Linked DNA regions of Bos taurus: region 1 is linked to region 2. The links are chromatin contacts, called in public Hi-C maps. All regions are on one chromosome and are shown on one strand. The core of a region is the stretch at or near the end of the contact, and the rest is flanking DNA. Distances in the headings are between cores, read along the strand shown. Region 1 holds the start of BAHCC1 (BAH domain and coiled-coil containing 1). Region 2 has its middle 21 kb from the start of MIR3533.

Region 1 (5,947 bases), core at 1,511-4,010, 79 kb before region 2:
GAACCCAGATTCCAAACGTCCGGAGGCGAGAAGCACCCTGCTGGGGGTCAGGACTCCGAGGGCTACGGGAAGCTGGCGGGACCCCTGGGCGTGCGGAACAGGCAGTCTCAGCGTGCCAGGTCACCGGTTCCGAGGAGGCGGTGCGAGGCCGGTGTGCTCCGGGACCGGGACTGCACAGCTAGCCGCTCCCAGCCCTAGCTCCGGCTGCTCCTGGCCCTGCGCTGGATCCGGGAGCCATGGCCGCCTCTCCCGCCCGCCCACCCTTCCGAGGACGCGATTTCTCCGCAGCCGGGCCGGGCTCAGGCTGGCTTTGCACGGTGTGCATAGGAAGCCGGCCGCCCCCGCAAGCACCCGCTGGGGCAGGACTTGGAGGAACCCGTCCCCTCAACTCGCTCCGGAGCCGATGCTTTGACTTCTTCCTCCGGAAGCCACGGCCCAAGCCCGGAGGTCTGCGCCAGAACCGTCCCCCCCACCCCACGCCCCGCATTGGCGGCTGCGCCCAACCCGCGCCGGCACCCCTCCTCTGGCCCGCACCCGGGACCTAATTCAATCGCCCCCGGCCTAATGAATAGCCGTGCGCTAATCGGATCTCCGAGCACTTTATGGATTTATACGTGCCGCCTCCTCTCCGGCTGCAGACGCGCGCCACCCCGGTGGCTTCCGAAGGCACGGGCTTCAGGACTGGCCAGGGAGGGGCTCAGGCCGTGGGGGACAGGGGTCCACGTCACCTGGCAGGGGTGTCGCTGGAGCCGGGACTCAGGACCGCGCCGGCCGAGTCCTGCGTCCTAGGCCCGGGCCGCGGAGCTAGGCGCTTACCTGCCAGCCCCGGACTCTCCGGAGCTGCCCGGCCGCGCTGCCCAAAGCGGGCTCCCAGTTCCGGAGCCCCGCCCGCGGCCCAAGCCCCTACCCAGGTCAGAGATGCCCGCGGGGGAAGGCCGGCCGGAGCCGCGCGCCCGGCTTCCCCTTTCTCTCTGGATTCCTTTGATCCGCAGGCTCTTCGCCGCACCTCGGCTCCAAGGCTGCCAGGGTCGGCCCGCGGGGGTCCTGGAAACGGTCCCCAGCTTATCTCCTTTCATCAAGCGGCCTGGGGCCGCCTTGAAACCGCGGAGCCAGTAATTGCTTTTTTCAGGAGGCCCTGTGCGGACTGGACAACAGCCAATCAGCGCCTTGTTTACACTCGGTGATTGACAGCCTGCTGGCCGAGTGCCAGCCAATCCTGGCGGTCCCCAGGGAGCGGGCGGGGGGGCGGGGAAAGAAAGGTGACAACAGAAGGCCTCTGGCTTAACCCGTTCCTGTCCCTACCGGTGGAGAAGGAAATGGCAACCCACTCCAGTATTCTTGCCTAGAGAATCCTGTGGACGGAGGAGCCTGGTGGGCTGTGTCCATAGGGTCGCACAGAGTCGGACACGACTGAAGCGACTTAGCATGGCATGCATGCATTGGAGAAGGAAATGGCAACCCACTCCAGTATTCTTGCCTGGAGAATCCCAGAAAGAGGAGCCTGGTGGGCTGCCGTCTATGGGGTCGCACAGAGTCGGACACGACTGAAGTGACTTAGCAGCGGCGACGGCAGCGGCGGTCCCTACCGGAATGAGCCGGTGGATAATTTCTACCGCGCGTGACTGAGGTGGTTGGCATCTAGTTTAAATACCATTTTTGTCCCCCCTGAGGGGGAAGCAGAGCTGCACCTGGAGGAGTAAAAATAATGTATCCATCGCCACTAAGACATAGACTTGACTCCCGAGCATAAATAGGATCGTTGGGAAACCAAACTCTAACAGAAATATTTGGAGAATAACCTAAAAAGTAGTTTGCATCTGATTACGATGAAGATATTTGTTTAGTGGCTTTTTTATTTAGGGCAAGAATTTAGCAGATATGCAGGAGAGTGACATTGAAAAATACTGCGCATGGTTTGCACACTGTGGGTATCAAGGTGAACGTATTTTTAAAATCTAGTTGCAGATGAAGAAAGGGCAATCTTTGTCATGGCATTAAATCCCCGATTTTCATTTTCATCAGTGCTCCGTTGCAAAAATATAGCCAAGGGGAATAAAAACTGAGGGACGGCAGATACGTGGCCAGAGACACAAGAACTTCTCCCCAGATTCTGATCCCTGGGGCAAGAGGAGGAGAGGACAAGGCCGGTGACTCAAGAGTCTGTGGTACCCAGACTTCGAGAGTGCAGGCATTCCTGAGCTTGGTCAGAGCAGGTGGAGGCCTCGAAGTGGTAGTAGGGCCAGGCAACCCGAGGAGGCCTCTATGCTTGGATCTCGGGCCTACCTGTGCGGGGTTTAGCCACCTGCCAGACATCCCAAGTATTTTAAAAAGCATCTGCTTCAACGCGTGTTGCTGTATCATCTGGCCTCTGTGCACCGGACGCCAAACGTTAGACCTGCTGGGTTAAATTAAAAAAAAAAAAAAAAGCAAAAGCCTTCCCCTCGGCGTGGATAAGCGCTCCCACTCGCCCCTGCTCCCTCTCCCGCCCTGCGCCAACACATTCCCATTCAGCAGCAACGATCTGCGCAAAGGAGCTGCGCAGTCGCCGGGCTTGAATTAGGCGCCATCGGGCTTGGTAGTAGCCCTGCTGCTCCCTGATTGGCAGCTCCCTGGCCCGGCGCCAGCCTATTGGGAGGCCTGTTTACGCCGAATGAGTGGCACGAGCTCCCGGCCGCGGAGGGCCGCGCGGCCAATCAGCGCACCGGCTGCTCCGGGCTGAGTGGCACGAGCTTATTAGTATGCAGGGCCCGTGGCTCGCCGCGCCGGGCTGCAGGTTTGAGAGCCGCTCTGGATGGGCTCGCTAGAGTCGTTGTTGTGGAAGCGGTGCATTTACAGTGCAACAGTCAGCACATTGAAAATACCAATAGGAATACAAAACAAAGTCACATTTACTGGTTTAATTGTATTGCATTCAATTGTATCCAGGAAACAACCTCCAGTAAGTAACTGAAATTGCTTTCATTTTTTTTTTGTTTTTGTATTTTTATTATTTTATTTTTATTTTGGCTTTGGGGATTTACAATTTTTTTTTTTTTAGTAAGAGAAATTCAGGGTTGCGATGTTAAGAAGTATATATCTTCCCTTTTTAAAAATCCGTTATAATGTCGAACAGGCTTTTTTTTTTTTAATGGACTATATGTAAGAGCGATTTTTTTTCCCCCTCTGAAAAATCTTATCGATCGGTTTAAAATTCCCCCCGTAATGCGTCCTTGCTTTGCTCTGAGCGCTTGTTGTGTCGATCGACACCCAGTATTAAAAATAAATAATCGCGACAGGACAGGGACCGCCAGGCTGCGTCCGGCGAAAGCCGCGCGGGCCGCTCCGGCTAGACAGTCGGCGAGGTCCCCGACGCAGCCAACGCGCTCCTGGCTTTGGCGGCACCACGAATGAACCCCAATTGTTTGCACCCCCCCCCCCCCCCACGCTGCTCCTCTTCCCCGAGCAGCCTTGGGTCAGCCCCGCCCGGTCGCTCCACGGCTCCGGGAACCGGCTGGCTCGCGCTGGCCGAGGCGGCCGAGCCGCCTACCAAAGGGTCTTGCCGGCCGCCAGCGGCGTGCGGGGCTAGGGATCGGGCGGAGAGGGGTAACGGCGAGGTTCGTGGGGGTTCGCTTTCCAGAGCCTAATTCATTTCAGGACATTTCAGAAAAAAATTTCCGGGGCGGCTGAGGGTGGAGGAGGGGGCCAAGCGAGGCCAGCGCAAAGTGGCTTTCTCACCGACCGCATTCCGGGCGGCGTGCAGGGCTCAGACCACCACCCCTGAGGCGGCATCTGCGGGCGGGTGCGCCTTGGGGTGCGGGGGCGCGGAGAGGCCACGGGCCTCGGGCCTCTCCTGGCGGGGGTAGGGTGGGTGTCGGGCTCGACCGTTTCGCAGGGAGCGGGTTCTACGGCGGCTTCCGAGCTGCGCCGGGTGTGCGCGGGCCCCAGCCCAGCCTGCGGCCCCCACAGCGCCAGCGCACCGGGAGACGGCGCCGGAGGATGCGGGTGACCGAAGCAAAGGGAGGGTTTTCGCTGTTTAAAACCGAAGTAAAACCGAAGGAGCCGCTCCCACAATCCTGGAGCGCTCGAGCCACGCTCAGAGAGACGGGCGACTCCTGGGATCGCGCCGCGGAGTCCTGGGGAGGACCCGGCATTTCGAGGTTCGACTCTCCAAAATACCCTTGTCAGCGATTTTCCAGCCGGCGCGGGGGCCCCCGGCACGCCACCGCTTTCGCTCGGTGTCCTTTCCGAGTCTGGCCCTACGCGAGCTGCGGTCTCTCTTGGCGCTGGGGGGAGGCCGCTCGGAGCCCTGGGATTCGCGGATGGCGGCGCCTGGGATCCGAGACTCCGGGCCCAGGCGGCGGCGGCCGCGCGTCGCCGCCCCTCTCCCTGCCGGGCTTGTGCTCCGCAGGCCCCCGGGAGCCGCTCTCTGGCGGACTGGGAGGCGCGGCGCGGCCTCTTGCCCGGAGCAAAGAACACAAAGGAAAGCCCCTCTGACCTGGTGAGAATCTCCGCGGCACGGAGGGGCGACAACAACCCATCCCCTTCCGAGTAAACAGTCTGGCGGGCTGGTGGGGAAGGATCGGTCCGGCCCACAGAAGGTGAAGATTAAAGCTGTTGCTGGTAGCCAAGCCCGCGTCCCGAGAATCGAGAGCAACTCCCTTTCTCGACAATTTTGGAATTTCTTATTGGAAAAAAGAAACCCCACAAAACAAAAGCATAGTATAAGCGATTCCCCGGAGGCCGCTGGGAAGCCCCCCACCCCCCGTGCGCGCAGCCGCGGGCCTTCGGCGCCTTTGAAGCCGCAGGTTCTCGACCTCCCTCCCCTCCTTCTTTCCCTTTGTCCCGCCCCGTGCCCCCCGGCTCGCAGCTCGCTGCTGCCCGGAGGCCCTAAGCCCCGCGCGGGCAGCCCCTCCCTCCCCTGACCCCAGCGCGGGCAGCCCCCTCGCCCGGCGCTCTCCCGGTCCTGAGGCCAGGCGTTCGCTCAGTAGGCCCGAGCGGCGGCGAGTCGAGAGATTTGTTAGACCGGGGTAGAGAGCTGACGATCCCTAGAGGGGAGGAAGCCCAAAACCCCTTTGTAGGAAGTTGAGAGACAAAGAGAACTCTTTGTGTAGGTCCCGTTTATTTACAATGCAAAAGCTCTCCGAATAAATATTAAAAAGCTTATCAGCTGAGCAAATATGTATTCGCTTAATACATTATGTTTTCGGTTATAGATTAAATCAAACACAAAACAGTCTGCAAATAAGACGTGTAGAACCTGTAGCATTAAATATAGTAATTTAAAATGGTATTCACAAAATGGAAAACATCTTAATCGCTTTGTTGTCACGGTGGGACGACTAAAAAAAATGCGAAGACTTTATGCAAAGTTCACTGTTAAGAATATTGAGCCTGCCCATCTCCCTTTTGTTCGAAGTGATATGAAACGTTAAAACAATGCAGATTGAGGAAATGAGAGATGTGCAAAATGAAAGAAGTCCACGCGGGCGCACAGCTGTTCAGTTTATGTTGCTTGCTTCGTCGTTTCACACTCAGCGTCTGAAATTGTCCCCAATTTCGCCTCGGAGTGGACTCTCCGCGTTGGGTGGGGGTGGAAGAGAAGGGAGGTGGGGGACATTACAAGTGGCTCAGCCGAGAGGTGGAGGTGGACGACGGAGGCCAGGGGTCCGCTGAGACCTGGGCATTGGCAAAGGCTGCCCTGGGCCGGGCCCGTTGTCCGCGGCCCTACGGCGGAGCCCGACCTCGCAAACCCCACGTCCCCGAGCCGTGCAGAGAACGGCCTTGGCTCAGCGAGCGAGCTGGGGCAGGCGCCGAAGGGAGAAATTCCGTGGCCGATTTGGGGCGTTGAGGAAGAACAATTTCTGACTCTCAAAGAGGCCCTCACCAAAGCCCCAATCCGCAGAGGAAGATCCTGGGCGAATTTCACCGGGGGGCGGGGAGATTGAGCCTCGCTAGGAAGCTCCCGGCT
Region 2 (6,400 bases), core at 1,482-3,981:
GAGGTGTTGAATATGGGGCACAGGGACCCCAGAGGCATGCCAGGTCTTGGCCATCTAGTGCCTTGTCTTCAGGGAAGTGAGTGTTCAGATCACCTGGAAGGCACCCCCTCGGGAGGTGGGATTAGTACAGGTTTGCCTGCAGAGGAGCAGTTAACAGGCAGGCACGGGGTCCTGGGAGCAAGGAACTGCGTTTGCTTTCTCCACTGAGCCTTTGCTACATTTTCGCCCCCGACCTCACCAGCTGCAGTGCAGTCTCAGGGCCGGAAGTCGCCGCCCGCCCGCTCCCACACTTGGTTCTACCGCCCTGACGTGAACCAGGAGATCAACCTCCTTCGCCGCCGAGGGCTCAGTGGTGGAGGGCGGGGGAAAGCCAGCGGCCGGCAGGAGCGGTGTTGGGGCGCCCTCCAGCGGCTGCGGCAGGAACGACGGCAGACCTGTGGACCCGAAGAGCAGGCGGGGGTGGGTGGGGGTGGGGGTGGGGCGCACCGGTTGTAGGGGATCCAGCCTGGATCCAGCCTGGGGACCCTCTCGGCGCCCCGTATTCTTGATTGGATCTCAGATAACTTGGGAACCAAAAAGGGAGCTGCCCCGTGAGGCACTCTGCTCCTCACAGCACTCTGCTCCTCACAGCTCACCAAGTGAGGTGAAGAGTAGCACACACACCAGGTAAAGCATCGGGGTATTAGCCACCCCCACCTCCCCAGGAGTAATCAATACCTCCAAACTCAAATCCTGCCACACCCAGGCCCAGAGCACTTTGAGAGCAGAGAAGGCAGATACTGTTTCGAATATAACTCGCATACTCCATACAATTTGCCCCTTTAAAGTGTACAATTCCATAGTTTGGGGATGTTGCATCATTAATTTTTTAAATTGTGGTAAATATATATAACAAGATCTGTCATTTTAAAACCATTATCAAGTATACAGGTCAATGGCATTTAGTACATTCTCAGTGTTCAGTAACCACCACCACTATCCATTTCCTGAGCTTTTGCATTATCCCAGAGAGAAACTCTGTACCAACCAAGCAGTAACTCTTCATTCTTCCCTATCTCATAACCTCTAATCTACTGTCTGTCTCCCTGAATTTGCCAAGGTTAGGTGTTTCATGTAAATGAAGTCATACAATACTTGTGCTTTTCCCTGATGGCTCAAATGGTAAAGACTCTGCCTGCAATGCAGGAGACCTAGGTTCGATCCCTGTTCTGGAAGATCCCCTGAAGAAAAGAATGACTGCCCACTCCAATATTCTTGCCTGGAGAATTTCCATGGACAGAGGAGCCTGGTGGGCTACAGTCCATGGGGTCGCAAGGAGTCAAACACAACTGAGCGACTTTCACTTCACTATTCAGTCGGACACGACTGAGCGACTGATCTGAGCTGATCTGATTCAGTATGTCACTTAGCATAGTGTCTTCAATGTCCATCCGTGTTCCAGTGTGTGTCAGAACTTCATTCCTTCTCATGGCTGAGTAGTATTCCTTTATATGGATAAACCATATTATATCCATTCATTTGTTGATGGATCTTTTCCCTACTGTGATAATGTTACAAGATACATTGACTTACAAGTATTTATTTGTTCGAGCCACTGCTCAAGAGGAGTGAGGATGGACTAATTGTTTTAGGTAAGGCTGCACCAGCACTTTATGAGGGCTCAAATTTCTCTACAATCTAACCAACACTTGTTACTTTCATCATCATTAAAAATTTTTTTAAGTAATATTTTCTTCTTTAAAATTATTTATCTTTGGTTGCACTTCATTGCTGCACTCCGGCTTTATCTAGTTCTGGAGAGTGGGGACTACTCTCTACTTGGGTGCATGGGCTTCTCATTGTGGTGACTTCCTCTTATTGCAGAGCATGAGTTCCAGCTAGGGGCATGGGCTTCAGTAGCTGCAGCACAGGGGCTCAATGGCTTATGGCTCTCAGGCCTAGAGTGTGCAGGCTCCAGTAGTTGTAGTATGCAGGCTCTGTAGTTGTGGTGCATGGGCTTAGTTGCTCCTCAGCATGTGGAATCTTCCCGGACCAAGGATCAAACCCATGTCCCCTGCATTGACAGGTAGATTCTTATCCACTGCTCCACCAGTAAGGTCCTAAAGTAATATTTTCAATACAAAACATATCTGTTGAAACTAATTTGTAAGCCAGCTTCCCAGGTGGCTCAGTGGTAAAGAATTCCCCTGCCGATGCCAGTTCAATCCCTGGGTCAAGAAGATTCCCCTGGAGAAGAAAATGTCAGTCCACTCTAATAGTCTTGCCTGGGAAATCTCATAGACAGAGGAGCCTGGCAGATTAAACAATTTATAAGCTACAGAGAAGAAAAAGTTTGTATTCATCTCCAACTCCACCACCTAGAAAAGACCACGGGTAATCTGTGGTGACACTGTTGGTTTTGGGAAATGTCTCGTCTACTAACTTTCTAAGGCCCAGGGCAACTCCCGGCCAGCACTGGGTGGGGCGGGGGCTTCACGTCAGGCCGACTTCGGTTCTGTGCACAGGCCCATTATTTGAGGGGGGCGGGGGTCGACAAGAATCGCGGGCTCACTTCCCTTACTGAAGGGCGGCAGAGGAAGGTTAAAGAGAGACCCCAGGAACCACAGAGCTGGCCCCAATCAGACCCGCCACCCGGGCCCTACTGCCATCGCCCCCGCGGCTGGGCGATCTGGGAGCCGCGCGCCCATTGGCCAAGAGCGCATTCGCTCGGACCAATCACAGAGGCGGTTTCCCGGCGACCAATGCTGGCGCGCTGCAGCGGGCGCACGCGCGCTGAACCATGCGCACGGCCCCGCCCCCGCCGCTCCGGGGTTCGCCGCGGTGAGCCCCTGGGTTCTGGTGGGGTTCTCGTGCCGCGTGCGAACCTGTTCTCCCTCCTGGCTTTAGTCCTGGGGAGCGCGAGCAGGGGGTCCTGCAGATGCGCCGTCCCTCCCTAGTCGTGCAGTCCCCTGCCCTGACCGATGGTCGGTGCTCGCCCGCCCTCTCCGAGGCCCCGCAACCCACGCATCCCCCGGTCCCTTCAACTAGGACCGGGAGGTGAAAGCCCCTATTACTGCACTACTGTCGTTATTGTAAGAGAATAAACGCTTCAATACAAAAGGGAGACTTAGAATTTATGAGATGGCCCCCTCAGAGCCCGTGGACGACATCTGGCTGCGAGAGGGGTCCCTTTTATCCATAGACAAAGGAGCCCCTGGGCCCGCGAGGCCGCAGTGGCGGAGGTCCCTGTCAGCCCTGCGTGCGGTCGTGGGGAGGCCGCACTTGGGAGCGGCGAGGGCTCTCGGTGGCCGATCGCGTCCCAGAACCCCCGTCCCGACTTCAGGCTGGCCTTCCCCCACCCCCGCGTCGGGTTTCCCCTCCCTCCCCTCCCCTCCCCTCCTCTCCCTCCCCTCCCGCCCTTTCTCCATTCTCCCCTCCTCCCTTTCCTCCCTTCTCTCCGCCCTTCTCCCTCCCCTCCCCCTACCCCGCAGCAGAGCGGCAAGGTTAAAAGAAAAGGCTTCAGGAGAATTTTCATTAAGTCATCTCTGCTTCGGGGAATAACTAATAGAATCAAGGGCGGCCGCGACCCCGCCCCTCTCCTAGGGAGATAACTTATCCTGGGTTCTGAAGGGCCTTCGGGGGATCAGGGCTCTTCCTGGACAGAATCTTGTCCCTTCCCTGGGGAGCCTGGCCCCTGGAAGACCCCCGCCCCCTCCCTACCCGTCCGGCTGGATCGCTCAGCGGGACCGACGGAGGGTGCTGCTGCTTCCGCCCCAGGCCAGCGCAGGTGGCCGAGGCGGAGCTCTGCACAAAGGCCGCGGGGATCGAAAGCCTCAGCCCCTCGCATGTGACCGACCCCTAGTAGACCGAGATTGAGGCCCCAGGGCAGCCCCCAAGAGGCAGGCCAGGCCCGCAGCACCTCCAGAAAGGAGAAGGGGCTGAGTGAGAGGGCTGGTGAGCAGGTGCTGTCCCCCACTCCCTCCTGGGAACAGGCAGGGCTAGCAGCACCTCGCCCCTGTGCACAGTGCCCCCCACCCCCCAGCTGCAGGGACATGTGACTGGGTAAAACCCATCACCGCCATCTCCCTACCCTTCCTGTCACCAGGCCTGGGCCTTTGCTCCCCAAGAGCTTCCTGGGTATGGATCAGAAACCCCAACTCCCAGAGAGTAGGGAGAACAGAGCAGACCAGGAGGTCCTCCCAAGGGCCTGTGGACCCAGCGCTGGGTGTGATCTGCCTCAATATCCTTAGAACCCTGTAAGTCACTGTTTCCAGCTGTCTACTCAGCCCTGAGCGAACCCGCTGCCCTGATCATCTTAACTCCCTGCTGAGTCCACCAGCATCTCATAACCCCAGATTCCAGATAGCTTCTCCTATAGTTCCTGGAATTCACCCAGACCTGCACTCCCCCCCGGGGCCTTCGCATTATCCATCTCTCTTTACCCCTCCATCTATCTCCTCCTTTTAATCTTTGTTCAAATGTTGTCTTCTCAGAGGGCTCTCCTCTAACCCCCTTAAAATTTTCACCTCCGCCCCAGTCCCCGTGCCCTCCGTCCCAGTTCCAGCTTTGCTTCTCTATAGCTAGCGTCCGCCTCCAATGCAAAGCAGTTTCCTTGTTTTAAGAGTCTGTTTCCCCCTACTAGGATGTGAGTTCTTTCTGCCATTATGTTTCCGACTATATCCTGCCTGGCCCCCAGGAGGCCTTCTCTAAGTATTTGTTGACAATAAAATAGTGAATATAAATCCAAAAAATCTGCAGACCACCTTTCAGATCAAGGCTGACCCTCCTCCCAGCTACACACCAGAGCTGTGGCAATAGGCCAGGCCACTGTGTATAACATACACGAAGAAACATTAGCGATAACATTCTCAACACAGCAGAGAGTCTTTATTAACCATAGAGGAGAAACAGCAGTACTTCAATAGAAAATAGGCAATAGTTATGATAAAGACATTCCACGAAGGCCCCAAACAAATGAAAAGACGCTTCAACCCTCCAAAAATTAGACATGCACATTCAAACAGCCAGGAGGTGTCATTTTTCACCTACCAGACTGGCAAACATTTCAGCATTTCAGGGTGGTCGTAGCTGGTGTTGGTAGGATGTGGGGGTAGGGGGAAGGATAGGGGGTGGGGGAAGCCCACAGTAGGAAGGAGGAGGAAGGAGCTGTGCTCAGGCCCCAAAGAGTAACCGCACAGGAGAGTCTGGCCTGGCCCCAGGGTAGCCAGTGAGACCTTCCCCAGGACGGAAGGGCGCCCACCCCTTACTCCTTCTCATCTCTTCCCTGGTGGCATTGTATTTGATGTTCCCAGACACGAGCTAGAAGGACACACGCCTCTTGGCCTGGCCAGTAGATGCCAAGACTGAGCGTTGGCTGTGTTCACAACCTCAGTGAAGGGGCCCCCGGGCACCCTGTGGTTGGTGCAAGGCTGCCAGAACAGCCCCAGAAATGCTTATTAAAGAGCCAATAAATCACACGGCTCCATCCACCTCCCCACCCTCTCCCTTCCATGTTGCTGCCTGACTTTTTTTATATTGATGCATTTAATTTATCTTTAAAAATGAGCCAGACTGCTTGTTTGACTTCCACAGGGGCCTCGTGGGGCAGAGAACAGACAAATTATCTCCTGACCCCGCTGTCTGATGTCAGGGGTCCCCGGCACTGAAGGCCCCGTTCCCTTCTCCTTCATGCTCCTCGCTTGGGCTCTGGGCCACTCCCCCTGCTTTGACATCACAGCCAGTGCGGTCCTTGGCAGCTGGCTTGTTCCCCCATAGCTGTGGACACCTATAGAGTTCAGGAGACCCCTGCCAGGTGGCAGGCCTGGCCCAGGCCTCTCTGGTCCATGCCTCCCAGGGATATGGGAACTCCGGGCTGGGGAAGGGCTGGTGAGTGCTGACCCCTCCTTGGGCCTGACAAGGCTGCAGGGACACTTTGGATTATTCCTTTGCCTGAATCATCAAGACAGACTAGATCCATGAGCATCACAAAAAGGGATTAATTTTCAACCAATGAATATTTTCAGCAAAAAGAAATCTGGAGAAGGAATTCAAGGAAATTCTTTGTCAACGCTGGACAGGCTGAGGCCATCTGAGCCTGTAGAATGTCCCAAGAAAGGATTCCGGAAGAATGCCAGCAGAAAAGCCTCAACCTGTTTCAGGTGGACTTAAGGCATCTTAAGAATAAAGCTGGCTAGTTAGCTTTTTACATAAATACATAGGAATTCCCTGTGGTCCAGTGGTTAGGACTCCACACTTCCACTGGGGAACTAAGATCCCACAAGCTGCGTGGTGTGGCCAAAACAAAACAAAACAAAACTCACAGATGGGCAAACACTCGACAGCAGCCGTGACTGCCTCCAAGGTGACCCCATGGCCCCACCTCCAGGTCCTCAAGCCCCCAGCCCCCCTCAGACTGGACCAG

Evidence for each region. Hi-C and Micro-C count contacts between places; a contact is called where the count stands out from the background.
Region 1: a Hi-C map of skeletal muscle shows a contact between it and region 2, with 2.6 times the contacts expected there. The contact joins the promoter of BAHCC1 here to the enhancer-like site in region 2. A contact is called at or near these places in 3 of 11 Hi-C or Micro-C datasets (skeletal muscle, skin fibroblasts and an unstated tissue).

The regions. Positions count from the first base shown.
Region 1 is chr19:51,358,314-51,364,260 of ARS-UCD2.0, reverse strand. It overlaps BAHCC1 (BAH domain and coiled-coil containing 1), which reads left to right and starts at 2,760. Exons shown (of 28, transcript XM_059878615.1): 1 at 2,760-5,947.
Region 2 is chr19:51,278,817-51,285,216 of ARS-UCD2.0, reverse strand. No RefSeq gene overlaps it. Among named protein-coding and RNA genes, the nearest start is that of MIR3533, 21 kb to the right of the region's middle. Within about 2 kb of position 2,731, at least 88 of the 102 cell types and tissues checked have an H3K27ac peak or open chromatin away from gene starts, as enhancers often do. A contact at or near this core is called in skeletal muscle and skin fibroblasts, where this site is marked.